Regions from separate parts of the Rattus norvegicus genome. Here region 2 is linked to region 1. A link is a contact called in public Hi-C data. All regions are on one chromosome and are shown on one strand. The core of a region is the stretch at or near the end of the contact, and the rest is flanking DNA. Distances in the headings are between cores, read along the strand shown.

What was found. Hi-C and Micro-C count contacts between places; a contact is called where the count stands out from the background.
Region 2: a Hi-C map of liver shows a contact between it and region 1, with 6 times the contacts expected there. The contact joins two enhancer-like sites. A contact is called at or near these places in 2 of 12 Hi-C or Micro-C datasets (kidney and liver).

What each region holds. Positions count from the first base shown.
Region 1 is chr5:10,316,009-10,320,914 of GRCr8, forward strand. It overlaps Xkr9 (XK related 9), which reads right to left. Exons shown (of 4, transcript NM_001012229.1): 4 at 502-1,429. The coding sequence ends at 801. Among named protein-coding and RNA genes, the nearest start is that of Xkr9, 27 kb to the right of the region's middle. Within about 2 kb of position 1,968, at least 1 of the 93 cell types and tissues checked has an H3K27ac peak or open chromatin away from gene starts, as enhancers often do. A contact at or near this core is called in liver, where this site is marked.
Region 2 is chr5:10,437,330-10,442,235 of GRCr8, forward strand. Tram1 (translocation associated membrane protein 1) reads left to right here. Exons shown (of 11, transcript NM_001007701.1): 6 at 1,631-1,715. Among named protein-coding and RNA genes, the nearest start is that of Tram1, 14 kb to the left of the region's middle. Within about 2 kb of position 2,377, at least 6 of the 93 cell types and tissues checked have an H3K27ac peak or open chromatin away from gene starts, as enhancers often do. A contact at or near this core is called in liver, where this site is marked.

The sequences.
Region 1 (4,906 bases), core at 718-3,217:
ATTGCCAATGCTCACGTAAACAACCACATTGAAACTCATTGAGCTTTAGAATCAAAAACTGAGATGTGAAAGTAGGGGAGCTAGGTGGGAAGGATGGGTCAGCAGGACTAGGGGTGGAGCAAGAAAGGAAGCAGGGTGAATATGACTGAAGTATATAATGTCATGTATGACATAATGACATCCATTGTTGTGTATAATTACTCTATACTCATTAAAATGTGTCTATAGCACTGTACAATCAGTAAACAATGAATTTTCAGTCTTCTAAGATTCTGCTTTGGGTCTCTCAGTTAGGAAGTTCGTGTAAGGGTACCCTAAGAGTTTGCTTTCATAGTCCTCCATCCCTTTATCACCCCGGTTCCAACTCAAAAGCCCTGTGCTGACTGAAGAGAGTAGAGGTGGGGGAAACAAGATGCTCTAGTCCTTCCCTCCTCTTGCAGTTGTCCACAATGGGGACAGTGGTCCTAGGAACGATGAGGACAAAGCTGGAGAGAAGCTCACTATGGGCCTCACTGTTTATTCGCTTGATGGAATAGTAACTACCTCAATACTCAAGACTTTTGAAACCAGCGAGATGGCTGGGGTTGCAACTCAGTGGTGGGATAACATGCACAGGGCCTAATCCTTGGCAACACAAAGAAGAAATTATTTTAATCCTTAAAATATTATCTTCTCATTCACCATGTACCATAACTCATTTCAAGTCAGAAGTGACAAACTAAGTAACAGCATGTACATATGACAGACATTTTCTTTACTAGGCAATGAAAAAAAAAAGACATTTCTCATAAATTCACAACTTAGTCCATTAGAAAATATCTTATTCTACAATCTCTCTGAGGTGCTTTTCCATCAGGTTCGTCGTGTTGTGTCCCTGCATTTATATTTGGGTGATAAGTTCCATAATACACACCAAGAAAAATAATCCCAAATAGAAGAGAGAGAACGATGGTGGCACTGATAGGGATAAAATAGTCAGAGTTAAAAATAGAGAGAGGGTAAATCCAGAACACAGTCAAGATTCCCAGGGTGCCAAGCACCCTTACAGTGTAATAGCAAGACATTGGACATTTGGTATTCTGCCCCTTGATATTAAAAAACGTGAACACAAGGATGAATCCAACCACCAGCCTGTATAAGAACTCCATACTTAGAGAATTGCAAAACTGAGTGTGATTTATAAATGCCCATATGAAGCCTACAGTCCACAGAAATAAGAGCAGAAGCAGAACAGTCCTCACATCCACAAAGAGCAGAAGTACAACACTCAGCATCCAGGATAACAAGGTAAACAACTTGTAGAAGAGATACGTGAGCTTGGGCCAGAATCCTCTGAGGAGATTTTTATCAGGCAATGATTTTCTTAAAGCTATTTGATAGTCGACAGTTGACCAAGAAATAGCACAGCAGGAAACCATGATGACCATGTCTACAAAAGAAAAAAGACACATTGGTTTAGGAGTGGGGACAGTGATCTTAGTAACAGTAATAGTAAAGTAGCGTGTGCCGTGCATGCTGTACAGTGTAAACACACACCAACATATCAGGTAGCTTATGTGACTAACTCTTCGAGATTCCCACATTGTACTAGTGCAGCTGAGGTTTGAAGAAATATATTATTCGACACTCGTCAGGCTGGAAAGTGATGGGTCTGAGATTTGTTGGTGTGCTAATCAACTGTGTCATACTACTTTAGAATTATCCTGAATAGATTCAGTAAATAATACTTTGACTAAACACTACAATTGTACGTCTTGGTTTTCTACACTCTTTGGCTTTAACCTTATTCCCATACCTAATCCACTGGGAGATAGCTTAATGGATAACGAGACAGTTAAAAAGAAAATTTATAAGTGTAAATCATTGACAAAATAACTTTTCAGAACTCACAGACCCTGAGTCACATGACCAAACAGGCTCTGAAATTCACAAAGCTCCACAGGTTTGGCACCATTACCTATTTTGTCCCAGCGCAGAGCGAAAGGTCATTACTGTTCTGGAAATACAAGTCATTGCTACCTCACTGTCAAAGCAGAGGATGGTTTAAAAAGGGAAGCAAATATAAGGGAAACCAGAAAGAGAGTCGCAGAGAATAGAGTATGAGTCCCTTTGTGTATGCAGTATCTGAGGTCATGTGCACAGCCAGATCTCCAGTGATGTCTCTTGATGAATCTCCTTACAAACATCTTTCTCCTCTCTTGATTTTGGCACAAAACACTCAGGATCTTGACTTAACTTTTCTCCTACTCTTTAATTATAATACTTCTCCTAAATTGTCTAGTTTTCGTTTTTTGCTTTTTTTTATGTTTTCAATCTTGTATCGATGACTGTTTTGCCTACATGTGCCTGGTGCCTGTGGAGGCCAGAAGAGGGCATTGGATCTCCTGGAACTAGAGTTAGGGATGATCACATGGCTTCTAGAATGTGAACCTGGACCCTGGGTAAGAGCAGTAAGTGCTCTTAACTGCTAACCCATCTTTCCTGCCCATGTGATGTATTTTTATACTGGGGCATTTATTTGCATGGATTTGTTTTGTTTTGTTTTGTGAGACAGATCTCACTATGTAGTCCAGCATAGTTTAAACTCACGGTAAACTGTGTGCCTCCAGCTCCTGAGTGCTGGGATTACAAGTGTACACTGCCATGCCTGGCTTTAATCTCCACCAAATTAACGTATACACATGGTTTAAAAAGTTCTACAAATCTTTTTTTTTTAAGTTCTACAAATCTTAAAGAACCCAGAAGTCCCTTGCTCTAGCTCCCTTGACACTGAGCTACAACCCCCAGAAGACTTCCCTCGGAGCTCCCCTAGCTGTCCCTCTGGCACGCACTGTCATAATTCTACACAAAACACAGTCTGAGTTTATCCCAAGTGGATACTGCTCACCCACTTTCCATTCAGAAAAAAGGAAAAGGTGGCACACAGAAACGCAGTTTTCCTCCAGTCCCTCTTCATCCAACTCTCCAAAAGAGAAACAAAATGGTGTTTGGTAAAAAATCCTCAGTGTTCACTTTATCACAACTATGTCAGTAGGGCTTGTATCGGTTTGAGCCTTGTCTTTTAACCTCTCAGTAACTATATTGTCTTCTTTTAGAGCATTTCATACTTCCTGTAATTAACATTTGCCTTCCTTCACACTTGAGTTCTGTCTTCCATACTCTAGGAAGTCACCAAAACTGAATATCATATGTGTGAGACTCAGAAAAGCCCTCAGGGTACAAACGCCTTGTGAATCCTGGTCAGTCCCAGGGCATTCCCACTTTCAGGACTCTTCCATATGTTGCATCCGATATTTGGCATTTAGGAAAGGTTTTTAAGTATCTTATATAATGCCATGTTTTCAATGGAAGGGTCGCCTAAGAATACTTCAGTCCTTTAGTGAAACGGCTGACTCTCACAGTCTACTTCCCAGGTACGATCCATCCATCCATCCGGAGTGGAGAGAGCAGCTTCCAGAGAGCACTGGGCAGGTAGAGGCCCCCAGGGGACAGATATCTCCCTCACTGGACCTTAGAACAGCCTCAGGGCCACTTATTTTGCTCAATGAATGGTTACCCTTCGTGCCAGGAGAAGGGCTCTCTCACTGTCAGAACAGATGTAGTCTCCGCCCGCTGAAAACCACTCCCTTCCTTGTGCCTTGGGGCACTCAGTGTAGCCACCTACCCAGAGCCTTAATAATCAAGACAATATACTGTGTTGGGATGGCAGGCAACCCAGGAGGGCTACAGACTAAATTCTTCCAGGCTCTGCCTCATCCCCACCCCACCCCACCCCACCCCAAGTCCCTCTGCCCAAAGATAAAGCATAGATAAGATTGGCTTTTCCGAGCCTGAGTCTGTCTGGTACTGCCCTTGTGTGGTTGAGAAACCAACCTCATCACTATTGGCCCGTTGCTACTAGTGACGTTTTTAACTAGAGAGCTCAGAAGTCTCCGTCTTTCAGGCAACCCTCAAGACTTGATAACTCTCTTAGAGACAGTCCTCTTCACCCATCTGCCTACTTGAGATGATTTCGAAAAGCTCTTACAAGTTCTCTTCACCACAGAGGCCAGAAAACTGGTTCCTGGCCCCACCGGGGAACTCACACAGCAGCTATTGTTCCTGGCTTTACTTAACCACCCAGATTGGGACTTCAACACCACTAAAGATAGAGAGCCTCTTAAATCTGCCAGGCTCTGGTCTCAGAGCGGCTGTAAGAAGGCCACTAATTTGGCCAAAGACAAGCGAAGAAAGAAATAGCTCTAACCTTCATTAACGAGACAACACCAGACATCAGGAAACTCCAAAGGTTCAAGGACTAAGAAAAAAGAATCTAAAAGATAATGGCAGAAAAGGTGCTTAATATTGACAGAAGAATAGGGGAAAAAAGACAGGTAAAAGAGCACAAAGAAACAGACTCATGATCTGAGAAAGATCCTGTTAGCGGCCACGGACAAACCAGAAGACTGTAAGAGACATCCAAACAAATGGCTTCTAGAAATCTATATACTTATTCTGGTCCTGGTGCTGGGCCAATGGTCTACCTGTATAAGACATGTCTAAAACAAATGACATCTACAAACATATATGTGTGTGTGTGTGTGTGTATATATAGATAGATAGATACATATATGTATATATGTGTATATATATGTATATATACATATATATGTGTGTATATATGTATATCTATGTATATATGTGTATATATATATATGTATATATATATATATATATATATATGGGCCCTAAGGGCCCAAAATGCTCCCACTTAGAAAAAAAAACAATTATTATTATAAAAAGAGGGACCCTGGGTCAGAAACTGCCCCAGGTAGGGGATGGGGGGAGGCTATTCAAACTATGGTCTTAAAAGATACCCAGGATAAGCCTAAACATAGAGAAAAAAATCACCAGCTTCCTTAGGGAT
Region 2 (4,906 bases), core at 1,127-3,626, 120 kb after region 1:
ACCTTTATCCTTCCCATCGGCACGTCTACATTCTTCTGTGCTCTCTTTCTTTCTTTCTTTCTTTTTTTTTTTTTATTATTATTAACTTGAGTATTTCTTATTTACATTTCGAATGTTATTCCCTTTCCCGGTTTACGGGCCAACATCCCCCTAACCCCTCCCCCTCCCCTTCTTTATGGGTGTTCCCCTCCCCATCCTCCCCCCATTGCCGCCCTCCCCCCAACAATCACATTCACTGGGGGATCAGTCTTAGCAGGACCCAGGGCTTCCCCTTCCACTGGTGCTCTTACTAGGATATTCATTGCTACCTATGAGGTCAGAGTCCAGGGTCAGTCCATGTATAGTCTTTAGGTAGTGGCTTAGTCCCTGGAAGCTCTGGTTGGTTGGCATTGTTGTTCATATTGGGGTCTCGAGCCCCTTCAAGCTCTTCCAGTTCTTTCTCTGATTCCTTCAACAGGGGTCCTGTTCTCAGTTCAGTCTGTGGTCTCTTTCTTTTCGTTCCTTACCCCCTGCTTCTCTTATTCCTTCATTTCTGCTCAGTTCAATCAGATTCTAAGGCTGGGGTTCTTCTTCTTGCTTGCATCCTGAATGTGTATATATTGCTTCCAGGAGCTTCTTGTCAGGGTGACGCAGTTCCCTGCTGCATGAGAATTTACCCTGCTGCTTTGCCAGCAAGGAGGCCCTTGCATCCAGCATGGTCTGTCTGGTTTATATTTATGTAGCATCTGCAAATAATTTAGGTTGTTTCTAACCATCCCACAGATGTGAGTCCTGCTTTGTGCCCTCCCCGTCAAGACTGTGTACTTCTCTCAACAATGGAGCTGTCTCTCTTCTTTCTACTTGGGAAGCTCTAGGCACTTCCAACCTAGACAGTTCTCATCGCATATTTGGTGGTCTAAAATCTAGAGAAAAATTCACAAAGCAAGGTTGTCACGTGCCCATGAGCATACCTGTTTTAAACGCTTTCTGAGTCATACATGCAGCCCCTTTCTGAGTCATACATGCAGCCGTGTGTCTTCTAGAAATGGTGTCAGGTTGGCTCTCCCACTCTACACTCAGGGAAGAGGGAGAAGATGACCAGGCAGAAGAGGCAGAGGCATGTGGTATACAGAGGAGACTGCCGAGTCCAAGACGGGCTCCCAGGAGCCCTCCCAGCCTCAGCTCTGCCTTTCCTGCCTCTGTTTCCATTTGTCTGCATTCTTCCCTGTTGCAGCCAGGCAGAAGTAATAGCTCACTAAGGGAAGCATGCCCACTTCCAGTGACTTGTTGGGCCATTGCTTTGCCCTAGCTGAGATAGTGGGTTTCCTTGTGACACTGGGTGGCCTTTTTGCCCCATTTCCCTGTTGATGTGTGAAGCTTTGTAGATCTGTCCTTAGGTAATGGACAGACAAGGGGTTCAAGTTCTGCATGCTGTGGCTTTGCCCGTTTTTGCAATGACACAGTTGACTGAATGGTGGGGAAAGTGTGCGAGCCGGCTGCTAAAGGGCCACCTAAAGACGGGCAGGCGCTGTATGGGTGACAGCAACAGCTCAGCCACCCACCCTCTCCTGGGCTCTGGCACGTCTTTGGTTTTTGGTTGTTCTTTGTTTTCTTTGTTTTGTTCTTAAATTCTATATTTTTACTTCCTCAGATTTCAAATGAAGTTTTTCTACATATCCCAGTTGGCGTATTGGCTCCATGCATTCCCTGAACTCTACTTCCAGAAAACCAAAAAAGTAAGCTGGATCTGTAATATTTTGTTCTTTAACTTTAAAAGTTTGGCTTGTTGCTGGGCAGTGGTGGTGCACGCCATTAGTCCCAGCACTCGGGAGGCAGAGGCAGGCAGATCTCTGCCTTTGAGGCTAGCCTGGGCTACAGAGTGAGTTCCAGGACAGCCAGGGCTACACAGAGAAACACACCCTCTCTTAGAGAGAGAGGAGAGGGGGAGGGAGAGAGAGAGAGAGTGTGAGTGTGTGTGTGTGTGAGTGAGTGTGTGTGTGTGTGTGTGTGTGTGTGTGTGTGTGTGTGTGTGTGTGTCATTGTTAGCCCTGAATGTGCCTGTGCCCTTGGCCTCAGCTCTGTTTCTGTGTTCCACCTCCCCCTCATTCAGAATTTAAAACTCCCAACTATTTCTTTAAAAAAAAAAACAATCCACTTCTGATGTTGTTAAACTTTTACATTTGGCTGATTGCTCACTTTTAAATTAGTGGTAATTTAAATTAAAACTTAACCAACTTTTTTTTAATGTGTTAGCTTCCTCTTACTGTTTTTTATCTTTTAGCAATTTATTTCACAAGTAACTAGTTGAATTTCAACTAGCAGTTCTGTATGTAAGCCTAAAAGAAGAAATCTGTGTTGACAAAGTAAACTGCAGTTAAATTTTCACCAGGGAAGCCCTTCCTGAGAGGGGTGGGTGGGGCAGTCCTCTCCAAGCCTGTGGGAGAGGCCTGTGCTCAGAGAAGTGGATCAACTACTGGAGCCCTCCATGCCCCCTTTCTGGAAGCTGGGGTCAGTCACCAGCTGTACACAGTCACCGCCCCACTCCTTCTCCTGGCTCCACAGAACCTGCCCAGCCTCACTGCACTGTGCTGGGGTGGGGTAGGTGGGTGCTTTCCTCTGTAACCTCCCCTCTCCATTCTGTACACTTTGCCTTACACTTCCCATGTGAAGGCTGCTCTGTCAGGATTACCTTTCCCCTACGAGAAGTTAGTCCAATAGTTCTTTATTCTTGTGTAGGAGTAGTTTAATAAGAGTAATAATAATAAGCAACCCACGTGGGCTTCACTTGAAAGTAATATCAGGGAAGGGCAAATGTGTACGGAGGGATCGGAAGATACAGTTCCTGTCTTGTATGAATGACTGAGCTGAAGTTAGCTGCACGTGGGTACATTTTACTTTTTGTTGGTTATGTGGCTTACACTTGCCACAGAAAGAAGGTTTGGTCTTAGCTCCCTTTAAGAAGTTTTCCTAAGTGCATTTATCACAACCACTTACTGACAGATTTATCTCTTCCCTGCTAAAGTCCACAGATAGTCTTTAAAAAGCATGTAGTACACATAGGCCTTTCCCCTCTGGTCTGTGCGTGTGCCAGGCGTCTGCTAGGATTGATGAGCAAACTACCAAAGTAGGAGCCACGGACTCTGGCACATGGTGTTGTTTTATAAAGAGCAATGCTTTGCCAGTTGATCAGACAAATTAAGGTGAGGGCACTCGTTTTTTGGAATGTCTGAAAAATTATTAGGCCCACAATTTCCAGGAGCCCTTCCCTGTCTGGTGAGCTCCTCGTGTGAGACTTGGGTCTTCTGGGGCTGGGCTGTGCAAAACAGGAGCTGCCAGCCACAGGAGAGAAATGAAAGTAACACAGTTTTACTTCATAGTTACACTAGCCGTATTCAACGCCCCTTATCCCTGTGAGGCTCACAACTGTCCTTTTGTATAGAAGATACACACACACACACGCACACACACGCACACACACACACACACACACACATTTTTAAACATGGTTTTTCTGTGTGGCCCTAGTCTGGTTTGTAACTCATGATCTTCCTTCCTCAGTCTCTCCTGACTAAGGGGAAGTGATAGATGTGTGTGCCACTATTTGTGAATTGGACAGATTAGGGAACGTTGGTGTAATTGTGAAAAGCTTTGTTGGACAACAGTCTAGAGACTATCATAGTTTCTTGATGATTGGCTACTGGACAGGGCTCAACTACTATAAGCTCTCTTTAGGTGTCTGCATACCTGTGGGAATAATACCTTTGGATTTCATTATTGATCCAAGTCTATCTCTTGTGCACTGACCCTGGTGAGCAAAAAAGGGACTTTTCAAAGCAGTCGTTCCTTTAGCTCCTAGAGCTCTTTCTTATCGGTTGCTGCCAGATGGCACTTCTCCAGAAGTGTGGTCTCATTTTTATGGACTAATTTGCATAACTTAGAACTTAACTGAAACTATTTTTAACACTTACACGTGACAGTTGAAAGTAACTGTTTCAAGTAATTAGCATAATTTGAAAGTAACAGCTGCATATGTGTTAAACCGTTTCTTAAAATTTGCTCTATGAAATGTGTTTTGGAGAGAAATCTTTCCTGGAAGAAACTTAGTGCTGTGACTGCTTTGCAGCAGTCTCACAGCCAGAGGGGGGAGTAAGAAAGGACAGTGTGAACATTGGTGGGGGGCTCTCACAGGCAGAGGGGGAGTAAGGACAGTGTGAACATTGGGGGGACTCTCACAGGCAGAGGGGGCAGTAAGAAAGGACAGTGTGAACAGTGGAGTGGGGGGAGAGCTTAGTGCTCTGGATGGGAATGTTTAAGTCATGCGACTTCAGTGTGCCCACGTCTCCTTTAGCCCAGAAGATTGGCAGTGCCACTTCTTAGCCAGGCCCTATAGTGTGTAAGTAACCACAGTGCCAGGTACTGGGGAGGCTGAAGTAGGGTTGTGTGGGCAAAATAAGGTGGGACCCTGTCCTTAGCTAGTTTGAACTTGGAAGCAAATGTTTTGTTGCTGGTAATTAAATTAGCTTTGATTACAGATAATAGAATTGATTGTTATATCAAATGTTTATAAATGGTTTTCCCATCCCTGCTTATTGGCAGCCTCAGTCAGACACACCTCTCTAACCTCTGCTGCTCACCCCTCCAGCCTCCCTCTGGACTTCTAAAGCTTTCTCTGAGTTGGTGCCTGACCTGGATCAGAATCTTAAGGTGGCAGTGGTGCCTTTCACAAACATTTATTATTACTCAAAATCATCAGCAGATACCATCCCCGTAACACAAAGCTTTTTAAACCCGGTTTAATCTTTACATTTTGTAAGTCCACGTGTGATCACTTGTAATAAAGCTTGTGTTGTCAAGAAATGTTTTCTTATGAAAATAAAAATCTACAAGAGTTCTTTAATAAAAAGATCCCAGAAGAACAAATAGAAGT